Linked DNA regions of Nomascus leucogenys: region 1 is linked to region 2. The links are chromatin contacts, called in public Hi-C maps. All regions are on one chromosome and are shown on one strand. Each heading gives the region's core, a stretch centred on a gene start, on an enhancer-like site or on the middle of the called end of the contact. The rest is flanking DNA. Distances are from core to core; before and after follow the strand shown. Region 1 overlaps CADM1 (cell adhesion molecule 1). Region 2 has its middle 490 kb from the start of BUD13.

Region 1 (6,065 bases), core at 1,887-4,386, 960 kb after region 2:
ACTACATCACTGTAGTTCTGTGTGATGTGTCCTGTACAAACATGCAGAGTAAACATTGTTCCTTGCCTTCTGGTTTCTTGAGCACTAAAATACACAGTGTAAATATGCACAAACATGTAGAAGGACATATAGACAAATACAGCCTTAGCCAAGTCATGAGAGATGCAGCTGCAAGAAACAGGCTCATGCATAATGAACATTTATGCTATGGCATAGCTTGTGTTTTTGCATCGATGAGCTGTACGAAAAGGAAGGAACCTCACTTCATTTTCATTCAGTTAGAATGAAGGCCCACTGGTCAGTTTTTTGACTCAATTCAGCTGATTGTTTTCAAAATAACCTGTTCTTTTCTAAGAGTTGTGTGTAGGGACAGCTGCACTCTGATGAAATGACTGTGAGCCTATACGCTAACTACTGTACTAATTTTCTGCCTATATTCACTATGTGCCCAGTGACCCTGCTGATGAATATTTTAGACATCTTCATGAATAATGTTACTGCCCACAGGAGAGCTGCTTGCTTGTTTGTAAAGCTGGAAATGCTATCAAGATGATACCTACTCCAATTCTATATACCAATGTGAAAATACTAAAATACCTAAGTAAGGTTGTTAGTCAAGATTGTCTTTGAGGAATCGTGGATGCTCTGAAATTGGATGCCAAATTTTACATGTAGGTGGATGCGTGTTTTTGAGAAAACGCCAGAGCTTTTATCAGACTCTCCAAAGGGACTGTGATCTCATAAAGACTAAGAACCACTAGATAAGCTTTATAGTTTTGAAAGTGCTTCTCCATACATTTTTATTTGATCCTCCCAGTGATTTTGAGGGAGGCATGTTGGGCATTCTCTCTCTTTCTGTCTTTCGATCTCTCAACAGAAGAGCATGACTCAGAGCTTAAGTGGTTTTGTGCTTCATCCTGTAGGCACTGGGAGCCTTTGAGGGTTTTAAGTGAGGAAGTGATCTGATCAGATCGTCCTTTAGAGAGATTGCCCGGGTGGTAGTGTAGAGGATGTTTTAGGGGAGTAGGCGGCTAATTAGGACACCATTGGGAAAATCAGGTAAGAAAAGATGGTTGGCCCTGAGTTTGTTGCAGTCAAATTGGAAAAGAGGGGAGGAATTTGCTAAACAGCTTTGATTTTGAAGAACTGATGGGACATCAGGGAGAAAAGACCAGTAAGCAATTGGAAGTTCTAGTCTGGGACTGGTGAGGTGAGGAGGACCTTGCACAGGGTGTATAGAGTGAGAAGTGAAGAGTTCCTGGGGAGAAAATGTCAGCTAGTGTTTGGCTGGAGTGATGGTCTTAGGGAAGTGCAGGGAGATCCAGGAGTGGCCAAGGAACATCACTTTTGCCCCCCATTCTCTCTATTCCTGGGTTGACAAGTAGGGATTAAATATATTTTTTAACCCTTTTCATTTACTATCAGATTATTTCTATTTTTATTTCTCAAGGACTTTAAATTTATGAAATTTACAAAAATCAGTCATACCACTCTAATCTACCTTCTGCTCAGTGGAGGCGTCAAGCAAAGGATGGGTTAAGGGTACTCCCCTATAATCGATATGATCTCCATTCTTAGATGTGGAAATTGACACGTTATCAAGCATATGTAAGTGCCATACCATTCCAACTTTACATACCTCTCACCACCCCTGCTGCACCTCACCTCCCTAATAACACTTCTGGGACCGTGGTTGCTTTAAGATCAGCTAACTTTTTCCTCAGTGATTCAATGCAGAATCCTCAGTAAGTACAGCATTCCTTCTGATGGCTTTACTAATACCCAGATCTCCTAGTTCTTTAAATCCCTCAACTAAAATGACCTTCATCTTCATTTCACTTTGGCTGTGCACACACATGCCATACCTAATAGATCTGCTCCATTTTGAATATTTCAAACTCTGTTAGACTCCTCTTTGAAACAGCCTTCTAACTTCTACCTGCCCCATCCATGTTTCTCCTCAACCTGTCTTCTCTTCCATTCTTTGTTCCGTCCTTGTTTTCCAGTGTGGGAAGATAGGGGAGGGAAGAGGCTGGCAACTCTCTTCGAATCCCTGCTTCCGTACTCAGCCCACAGCTAATCAGATGGTTCAATAATGATTGTGCTTACCCTGCAGACTTCCTCACACAGTATTCTTTGATAATTTCCAACTCAGGTTCTTTTCCTGTTTTTTTTCCCCTGCTCTTACATTCAGGCACCTGGGCATTGTTAGTAAATTTCATAAAAACTGGGACAATTGGATCAATAAATGTATGTAGAATAAAGAAATCTATCAGATCCTTCACCACGCAGGGGAGGGGAAGCTTAGGGCTGTGTTGAACTCAAAAAAAAAAAAAAAAGGTATATATTTCATTTTAGTTACATCTCAACTAACTGCCTATGTGAATATTTGTATATGTGTCACCTGATAGTGGTCAGAAATTTGGGTCCTTCATACCTTTATTTCTATTAGAAAATCAGCCTTTGTACCCATTTTTTTTCCTTACAGGTATAGACTTGGTAAAATCTTGATAAAAATTTTCTGCACATATTTACTCTATTTGAGTTAGGAACTGGACTGTGTGAATGCTTTTTCTTCTAAGCCATGAGTGATATTTATTTATTTTATTTTTGTCAGTTGTTTCCATGGTTCATGAATTCTTTATTATAGTAGGAGTCATCAGTTGGATGGAGAATCATTGAAATTGTAAGTTTAGGACATTAGTTGGAATAACCTGAACAATGTGCTTACCTTTTGGGCCCTTAATTTAATTTAAAATTAAATGAGTCTTATGATGGCAAGCTTCACAGATCTGCCTGCAGGGCTTTCAGAATGGAAATGTGTGTCTCTGTGTGTGGGAGGCTCTTTTGTTGAGTTGGAAAGGCTAGGAAATCTTTGTCTAAAAACACTCATTGTTTAGAGAGCATAAATAACTGAACATAATGTTAGTGAGAAGTTTCATTTGAGATTGAACCACTGACTTCCAAGAATATAGCAGAGTGAGTGGAAGTGCTATGAACAATGTCTTCCTTATTTCCTTTAAAATACCCATGAAATTGTCTTAAAAAAACCAAATCCCCAGAAGTAACTACAATGAGTGTCAGGCATTGAGCCCATTCTAGTTTCTGGGAGGAATTTTTACGTTCTTTCCTGTAGTTGAAATCGGATGGAGTTGCCATTTCTTCACCAGGTCCCCCAACCTGCAACCTGATTCCTCCTCCTCACTTCCCTCTTTCAGCCACTAGTCATGGAATCCTGCTCAACATGTACAGGCCTGTTACCCTTTTGTTCATGTCCAGTGCTGCTGAGTGTTAGTTGATTGTATAACAGCTGCTAACATGCTCCTTCTTTGACTTACTCAGCTTCTGGATGGGGTGGAGGTGGTTCTCATTGAACTGACTCCTGGCTCCCACTCAGGTTCTGGACTGGTCTGTGACTTTAGGTGCTTGAAAGTCAAGAACCAGGATTTGCACCTCCTTCCAATCATCCTTTGGCTCCACTTTGAACACAAGGGCATCTGCAAAGATGTCTACATTCAGTCACTAGTGTGGGATTTTCTTGTCTCCTCCGTTAGACTAAGCTCCATGAGGGTGGGGAAGGAAGAGATGAGGGTGGGAGTATGTATATTCCTTCTCACTGAATCCCCAACACCCAGAATAGTACTTAGCACATGTTGGGTACTGAAGACACGTGTCAAACTCATTAATGTAACTCAATCGTTGGGAAGGACTTAAAAGCAGTCCTCAAGCATGGTAAGCACTAAAGGCCAAGGTCAAACAAAGCCCAAGGATGTAAAAAAGAAATGAAATCACATATTATAGATGAATAATTAAAACAAAATTCTACAGCTCCAAAGCAAAGAAATTGTAGAGATCTGTAGCAATATCTTTCTGAAACAATTTTGCTTTATGAAACAGTTATAAAAGCTCTGCTTTGTAAACTCAGTAAGATACCCGAAGAGTTTACATCTAGTAAATGAGAATTTTAAAAAGAATAAAATGAAATGAAAATTATAGTAGATAAAATCTCCATTGTAAATAAAAAGCTGACTGTACTTAGAAAATTCATCCAGTTGATATGGACAGGAGGCAGGGAAATACTGGGTAAAAGAGGGTGGTTCCCTGGCAAAAGCCCCACTCTCAAGCCCAGAAACCCATGGCCCTAAATAGGAACAGGACTTCCTGTTTTCACACTCAAATGTTCTCTTTTGGCCTGCTGTACCCTCCATCCTATACCCATATAAACCCCAGACCCTAGGCTCCACAATCAGAAGAGCAGGGGAGCAGAAGAGCAGCAGTGACGTGGCAGAGAAGGAGAGAAAAGAAGGAACATCTGAACACCGAGAGGAGCTCAGCTGGGGATGGCTGGAGAGGAGATGGGCCATGGAATGGTCAAACTTCAGAGGAAGATCATCTTCCCACTCCATCTCCTTTCCAGCTCCCTATACATCCTGCTGAGAGCCATCTGCATCCAGCAATAAAATCCTCTGCATTTACCATCCTTCAGTTTGTCTGTGTGACCTCATTCTTCCTGGACACTGGACAAAATCCCAGGTACCAAGAGGGCACTGAGCTGGTTAACACTTAAGCCGTCTGTGGACAGCGGAGCTAAAAGAACAGCGTAGCACACCTACTGGGGCTTTGGGAGTCACAGGCACCCAGCCCTAGATGCTACCGTGGGACCAGCTCCCAGAAGTGCTCTCCCCGGCTCCTGCACCTGCCCGTCTGTGTGCTCCCCCTCCCATAAGGTGTTCAAGCATGCAGCAGCCCAACAGTTGAGCCACACCCCAGTTGCATGTCTTGTGAGGGGGGTCAGGGAACTCTCCCGTTTCACAGTGATAGAGGATAGACTTCAAAAAAATGCCCAGACTGCAACAAAGAAGCCTAGAAAGATACAAATCCAACCTAAAACCAATGGAGATTATTGTGGAAGACACAGCAAAACAATCCACTGTGATAACTGTTGGAGGGACATTTTTCAGTTCTAAAAGACCTGATCTTGGGTACCGATATACTACACTACATTCCAGGTACAGTTTCTAACTATTAATCAACACCGAAAAATATTCAGATTTTTTTTCTAACTAGAAAACTTGCAGGTAGAGTAAGGAAGTATAAAAGTGCTAAATTATTTGTCCTTCATTTAAAAGAGACTAAAGTGATCTTTTGGGATTATGTTGAGAGTAGTTAAATAGCAGTTGAAAGTTTATTAAAATTTATTTAAATTTAATAGTTCATTAAAATTTATTGAAAGTTTATTAAAGTTATAAAAATAACTAATAGAAGTAAAAAACGGGATGCCTATAAAAATTAATACAGAAAACAGAATCAAATAACACACCATAATCTCATCCAGCTACAGAGAAACAGAATTGTTCTACTTTCTTTCCTTGTCTCTCATTTACATCTTCTTAGCACATCCCATAAGATAGACTGACAACTTTCTTAGGGACTTTTTTAGCCTACTGAAAGTTCTTTTGTCCCCCCAAAAGAGATTGGATCATATATATATATATATATATAGTGTGTATGTGTATATATATTTATATTTAGATAGTATATAATTAATTTGACTCATAAAAATTATAACATTCCTTTCAAACAACTCTGTGATGTAGGCAGACAAGGGAATTTAGCACATAAGATATTGCCTTGTCTTTTTGCAAAAGTATGTGATTCACCTGTCATGGTGCATGGTAGGCACTAAAGAAATACTTGTTGAAGGAATGAAGACATATATAACTTAACTAGCTATACACTTGGAAAATGTAATTTCATCTACAAATAATAACTTTATAAATAATTGCACTGTTTCTCGCCCATTAAATTTACTGTGAAATCTGGACAAAACATCTGTCATGATGTAAACCATGGAAGAAATGTTGAGATTAGCATGCAGTAATGAACATGGTAGTAAATGCTGGGGAAGGCAGAAATCAGAAGAGACTTAAATAAGTCCTAATTTTTGGGCTCTCAAAAGGTTAATTCGGATTGTTGTTCTGGGTGTCTTCATATCAGAGAGACTTGGCCAATCTGGTTAAAAAAAAAAAAAAATCAGAGGTCAACAGAAGTGATTAAGCAGCTAG
Region 2 (5,247 bases), core at 2,276-4,775:
CGCTCTCCCAAGTCAACCCCCATGCCCCAGCCAATCATTCCTCAATTTCTTCCACTTCCCTGCCATCTCCTGTGTCCAAGGAGTGCCTAAAGTTCTTATAAAATTCTTGAAATGATCTTCTCTATGGGGATGAAGGACACTAGCAAAACCATTTCTCCTTTATGGGCCTCAGTTTCCTTTTTTCTGAAATGGAAAAAACACTCTTATACAATCCTTGGTGCTTCGGTTCAGCAGTGTCGCTCTCAGAAACTTTTATTAAGGCTGATTTGTGCCTGGCACTATATGGAACACTGCAGCTTTCGCTCGTCAGGAATGTGTGTGTGTGTGTGTGCGCGCGTGCACACATAGGCGGGTTTTGCTCACATGAAAACTGGTTATATAAAAACCTGGGCTTACACTAATGATAAATTAGGGGATAATTATTCACTTTATGAAAGGATTCATGTTAGGATTCCCCTAGTGTGTTTATAATGTGATTCAATTTACACCATATTCAGCAACCATCTATTGTGTGAAGGGAGGCCCTCTCTGCATAAACAAGAGCATGTGTAGGCAGTATTTTGAGCATTATGGAAGGAAAGAATTAGAGATACTGAAGAGGTCTTTATTGCCGATAACAATGAATAATACTAGCGCCTGGGAACAAAGGTGACTGTGGATCACAATTTCCTTAGTCTCAGGAGCACTGCAGTGCCACACAGGGCTGGGGAAGAAGTCCAGCTCCCTGCTCATGAGTCTGACTTTGGTTTCAGCAGCGTATGTGGGGGCTAGGAGTGGTCAGGGGCCTGGGAGCCAGGAGCTCTGGCTTTGGTGTCAGGACAAAAGCTATTGGGTTTATCTTCCTTGAGACCATTAGACCTGGGGCACTGGCGTGAGGCCAGCAGCTGAGGTTCTTAGGGAGGATGGGGTTCCTGGGGGAGCTTAGGGAACTGCTCAACTCCTACCATTTTCCAGACATCCTTTCTCTATGCCTTTCTTTGCCCCCCTGCCAAGGCTGTTTTTCCAGTATCACGGGCTAGGACTGAATTCTGAGTTTGTCTTGTCCATTTCTTCATCTCGCTCAGGAATCTGCTGAGCCATCCAAGCAGATGAGAATCTTCTCTTTTGAGGCTCCCCAGGAGGCAAGCTATACCCTTTCCTTCAAATATCTTTTCCAGTTCCCTATTTTCATTACCACTAGAGGAAGACGATGAAGTCCAGGTTCTGGCACCACATTTTATTAGGCAGGCAACAGCAGAACATCAGGAATTTGTAGTCAGAGAAGCAATATGGTTAGATGTGAGTTTTATAGACGGTTCTGATGGGGGAGGGTGGGGACTGTGCAGGTGTGGGTGAGGCGCGACTGGGTGAGGCGCGACTGTTGTCAGGCCAGGGCCAAAGGCGCTGGGGTGAGAGGATGGTGTGTGGATATGACGCCCTGTGAAGACACACCTGGAAGGTCATAGGAGTGAGGGGCAGGGATCAGCCTTCAGACTCTTAAAGACTATCCTGATCCTTTGTGTCTCCATGAAAAAGCATCTCCGTTCCCTCTGCTTGGCTCCAAAAGTAACCAGCATCTTTCTTCATTCTTGGGCACACATCTGACTCCTCGTCTTCCAAGCTATTCTCATGCCAGGATCAGATTTGCCATTAGATTATGACTTCCATTGATATGTTGAGATGTGGAGTAGAAAATGCCGGGGTCCACCCTATGGTTTTCTGGGGTCCCTGCCTCTCCAGCCCCGGCAGAACTTCTGCCTGGCATCAAGGGTCCTGAGGAAGGCTGGCTAGCTGACTCAGACCTGGGGACCCCCACTTCAGAACCCTCCACCCCTCCAGTTGGGTATCTTCAAAGGAATCTTTAGTGTCACAGACCAAGTCAGCAGGGGCTGGGAGGGAGCCTGGAGCTTTATTAACTAATCTCTGGTACTTGAGTAATTTATTATGTTTAAGCTGGTGCCATCAAGTCTCTCAGCAGTGCCCGCGTGCGCTGGGAAATAAATTAAAGGCTGTCCAGAGATACTTGCATCATCTGCGTGATTGCTGGGCTGGTGAAATGGAGGTTTAAGGCTCTCTCTTCTTGCAAATTGGAAATTAGGAATTAATAAGACAGCAGGCCAAAGAGCTTCGGTGGTGGTGGTGACTTGGCTGCAGGGCCAGGGCTGGGGGAGGGAGGGCTGCCGCCAGGGAGGGCAAAATAGCAGATCCCAGCCAGAGTTTCCAGGGCATGGGTGGGCTAGATCAGGGGGCTCCTCCTGGGCCTGCGCAGCAGGTGGCAGAGATTTTTCCACCTCTTAAAAAAGGTTAAATGGGTAATGGAAAGAGCCCTAGCATGGAAGCCTGAAGACTTGTTCTGGCCCCAGCCCTGCCACAGCCCCTCTGTGACATTGAACAGCCTCTTCCTGTCTCTGGGCTTCAGTTTCCTCATCTGCTACAGGAGGAGGTGGATTCAGGCAGGGCCCACTTATCCATGAGCACAGCAGGCATGCAAAAATGTTTTAATTTCTTTTAAAGTCAGAAGAGAAAGAATATGCTTTTAGGTTGAGGAAAATATTTTTCATATATAATATTAATGCATTCCTCTTGATACCAAAGCAGTCATTATATAGTTCTGCTCTGTTTTCCAGGCTGGAGCGCAGTGGCATGATCTCGGCTCACTGCAACCTCTGCCTCCCAGGCTCAAGCCGTCCTCCCACCTCTGCCTCCCAAAGTGCTGGGGTGCTGGGATTACAGGCGTGAGCCACCTTGCTTGGCCATAAAATAGGATTTTAATACGAATTTGTGTGTGTGGAGGAAGAGGCCCATGAAGACGAAGGTGCTAAGGGTCCCACAGAACTCATGATGCAGCCTCTGTTAGATGAGAAGATCCCAAAGGCCCTTCCTGCCCCAGTACACTTGCCTGTCCCATCCATTTGCCGACTTCGGCTTATCCCAGCTCCGGTGAGCTCCCGGAGCAGGGACTCATCTTCCTGTCAATCCGCCCTATTCCTGCGGTAGGAGCGGTATGCATGCAAGGAGCCACAGTCAGCCCCACTGTGGGCGGTGGTGGGGCCAGGAATGGAATCCAGGCTTTGGGCCTCTCCATGGCCCCAAGCTGCTGCTTCCTGATAGATGCCCGGGGAAGGGGCGTGTGAGCCCCTTGGGAGCCCGAATCCCTTCTTTCCCAAGTCCCTCGGATCAGGCCTTTCCCAGGGGTCTTCTGCCTCCGCCCTTGAACCCGATCCACCCCTACCTTCTGCTTTCCTGCCCTCACAAACTCAGCAGTGCCTACAAAGGCCCTGGGCAGGGCTCCGCGCCTTCAGGGTCTGCTCTGCGGGAGCCCCTGGGCACCCGGGTATGGGGCCCTCGGCGCGGGACAGCAGGGCCCTCAAGAGCCCCAGCCTGTAGTTGGGTGGCCTCACCACCAGGTGGCAGGCTTGCTCTACACTGATGCCTCGGCAGGAGCACTTACCTGGCAGTGGCCGCAGGGGTCGGAGGATGCCAAATCGGCCCGCGGCTGGGGGATTATTGAGGCCAGGGCCTGCGGCTTCAGAAGCAGGGAGGAGGTCTCTCCACTCGGCGTGGAGCTCCTGCTGGGATTCTCTCTCCAAGGGCACCTTGATCTCCTAGAAGTGCCTCCAGGCCGCTGTCGGTGTGGGCCAGAGTGCGCCCCCTGGAGGAGGGAGGGCTGAGTTGCCTCCCCGGGGTTTGGTGTGTGCGCGGTTGGCTGGAGGGCTGGGGACAACAAGAGGGACCTGATGGTATCTTTGGAGGCATCCCAAGGACCCTGGTTCTGCACAGAAAGGTGACCCCCATCCAGCTGGCCCTGGTTTTAGGCATGGTGAACGCTTGATTGTGGTGTCGGCTCCACACCCACCACCTAGACCATCCCTGCTGTGGGCAGGGCCCCTTGGGAGGCCCACTGGCGGCAGGGCAGCCTGAGCGTCATCCTCTCGCCCACCCCTCTGACCAGCACGGCTGCGGCACTGTCCCTCCAGCACCCTGGGTTGTCCCCGAGGGGCCCCAGGAGCCAGGGCTCAGGCCACACTCGAGCCCAGGGCCCTGTCTTCCCCAGGAGCAGAACAGGAAAAGACCCAGGCCCTGGTCAGTAGAGTGCCAAGGAGAAGAGATGAGAGTGAGGGGTGAAAGACAGACATGGTGGCAAGCGAAAGTGAGGGTGGCCACGTCCTGCGGGGCTCCCTGGGAGCAAGTGTGAAGGCCTCAGGTCCTGGGGAAGAAAGTGGGAGGTCCCTGCCTCTGCTGGGCACTTCTTTGTCTCAGGCAGCAGGCGCTCTCCCCAGGCCTAGAGTCCTCTTGGGGTTCCTGAGTGACATCTGGAATGCCCTGTCCTGTCACTAGCCAGCCAGGGCCTGAGTCAGAGCTGGTGACTCACATGCTTCTTTCTGTGATGTCTTGGTGCCCTTTGTGAAAGTCAAAAGCCCCAGAAGTCAGCCCTGGGCCCTTCTCCCTGTCTCCCTCACCTGCCTGTGTGCCCTCCTTGGTGCACTGGTTCCCAGCCTGCCCCCTGTCCTCCCCACTCTGTGTTGGTTGAGAGATCTGCTCTCTGCTCTTGTTCCAGAAATACTGATGACTTTTTTGTGCAGTGCGCTCTGTCCCACCCATTCCAATGGCATCCGATTTCGAGAGCTCATTTTGAGGCTCAGTGTCAGCACTCACTCAGACCCTTCCTCCGAGGCTTCCCTGTGTTCTTGGGTCAGGAGGATCAAGCCAGGCCTGGATGGGGAGTCAGGTTATGGTACAAAGGCTCAGATGGTCCCCAGGGTCTCTCACCCTTATAGATCCATGAGGACAGGTCTGGAGTAGAGACTGGGAGAGACAGAGAAGAGGGAAAACAGAGAGTGCCATGCTGGGGAGGGGAGTGGTCTGGGAGCAAACAGAGAAAAAGACAGTAGAGGGATGCAGAGGAAGAGAGGAAGACAGAAGAAGAGTGTGTGTATGGGAGACAGAGAGAGGGAGGCGGAGAGAGAGAGAGACAGAGAGAAAAGAGACAGAAAGAGAAAGGAAGAAGACACAGAATAGAATAACCAAAAAACAAAAAAAGAATGGGGGAAGGATGGAAATTAAATACATTACAAACTGAGGAAGGAGGAAAACAAAAGGAAAAAAATAGAAAATACCCAAAAGACAGAAAGGATGAATGCAGAGGCAGGCACACACAAACATGGGTGTGAGCAGCTGTGTGCATGCAAACACACACACACACACACCACACACACACACACACACACACACACCCCTGCACTGGTCACCGCCTTGGTCCTGTGCTGA

What was found. A called contact is a pair of places that touch in the nucleus more often than the background predicts.
Region 1: a Hi-C map of a lymphoblastoid cell line shows a contact between it and region 2, with 11 times the contacts expected there. The contact joins two enhancer-like sites. A contact is called at or near these places in 2 of 4 Hi-C or Micro-C datasets (both in a lymphoblastoid cell line).

The regions. Positions count from the first base shown.
Region 1 is chr15:19,509,280-19,515,344 of Asia_NLE_v1, forward strand. All of the region lies in intron 1 of CADM1 (cell adhesion molecule 1), which reads left to right. Among named protein-coding and RNA genes, the nearest start is that of CADM1, 180 kb to the left of the region's middle. Within about 2 kb of position 3,137, the one cell type or tissue checked has an H3K27ac peak away from gene starts, as active enhancers do. A contact at or near this core is called in a lymphoblastoid cell line, where this site is marked.
Region 2 is chr15:18,549,011-18,554,257 of Asia_NLE_v1, forward strand. No RefSeq gene overlaps it. Among named protein-coding and RNA genes, the nearest start is that of BUD13, 490 kb to the left of the region's middle. Within about 2 kb of position 3,526, the one cell type or tissue checked has an H3K27ac peak away from gene starts, as active enhancers do. A contact at or near this core is called in a lymphoblastoid cell line, where this site is marked.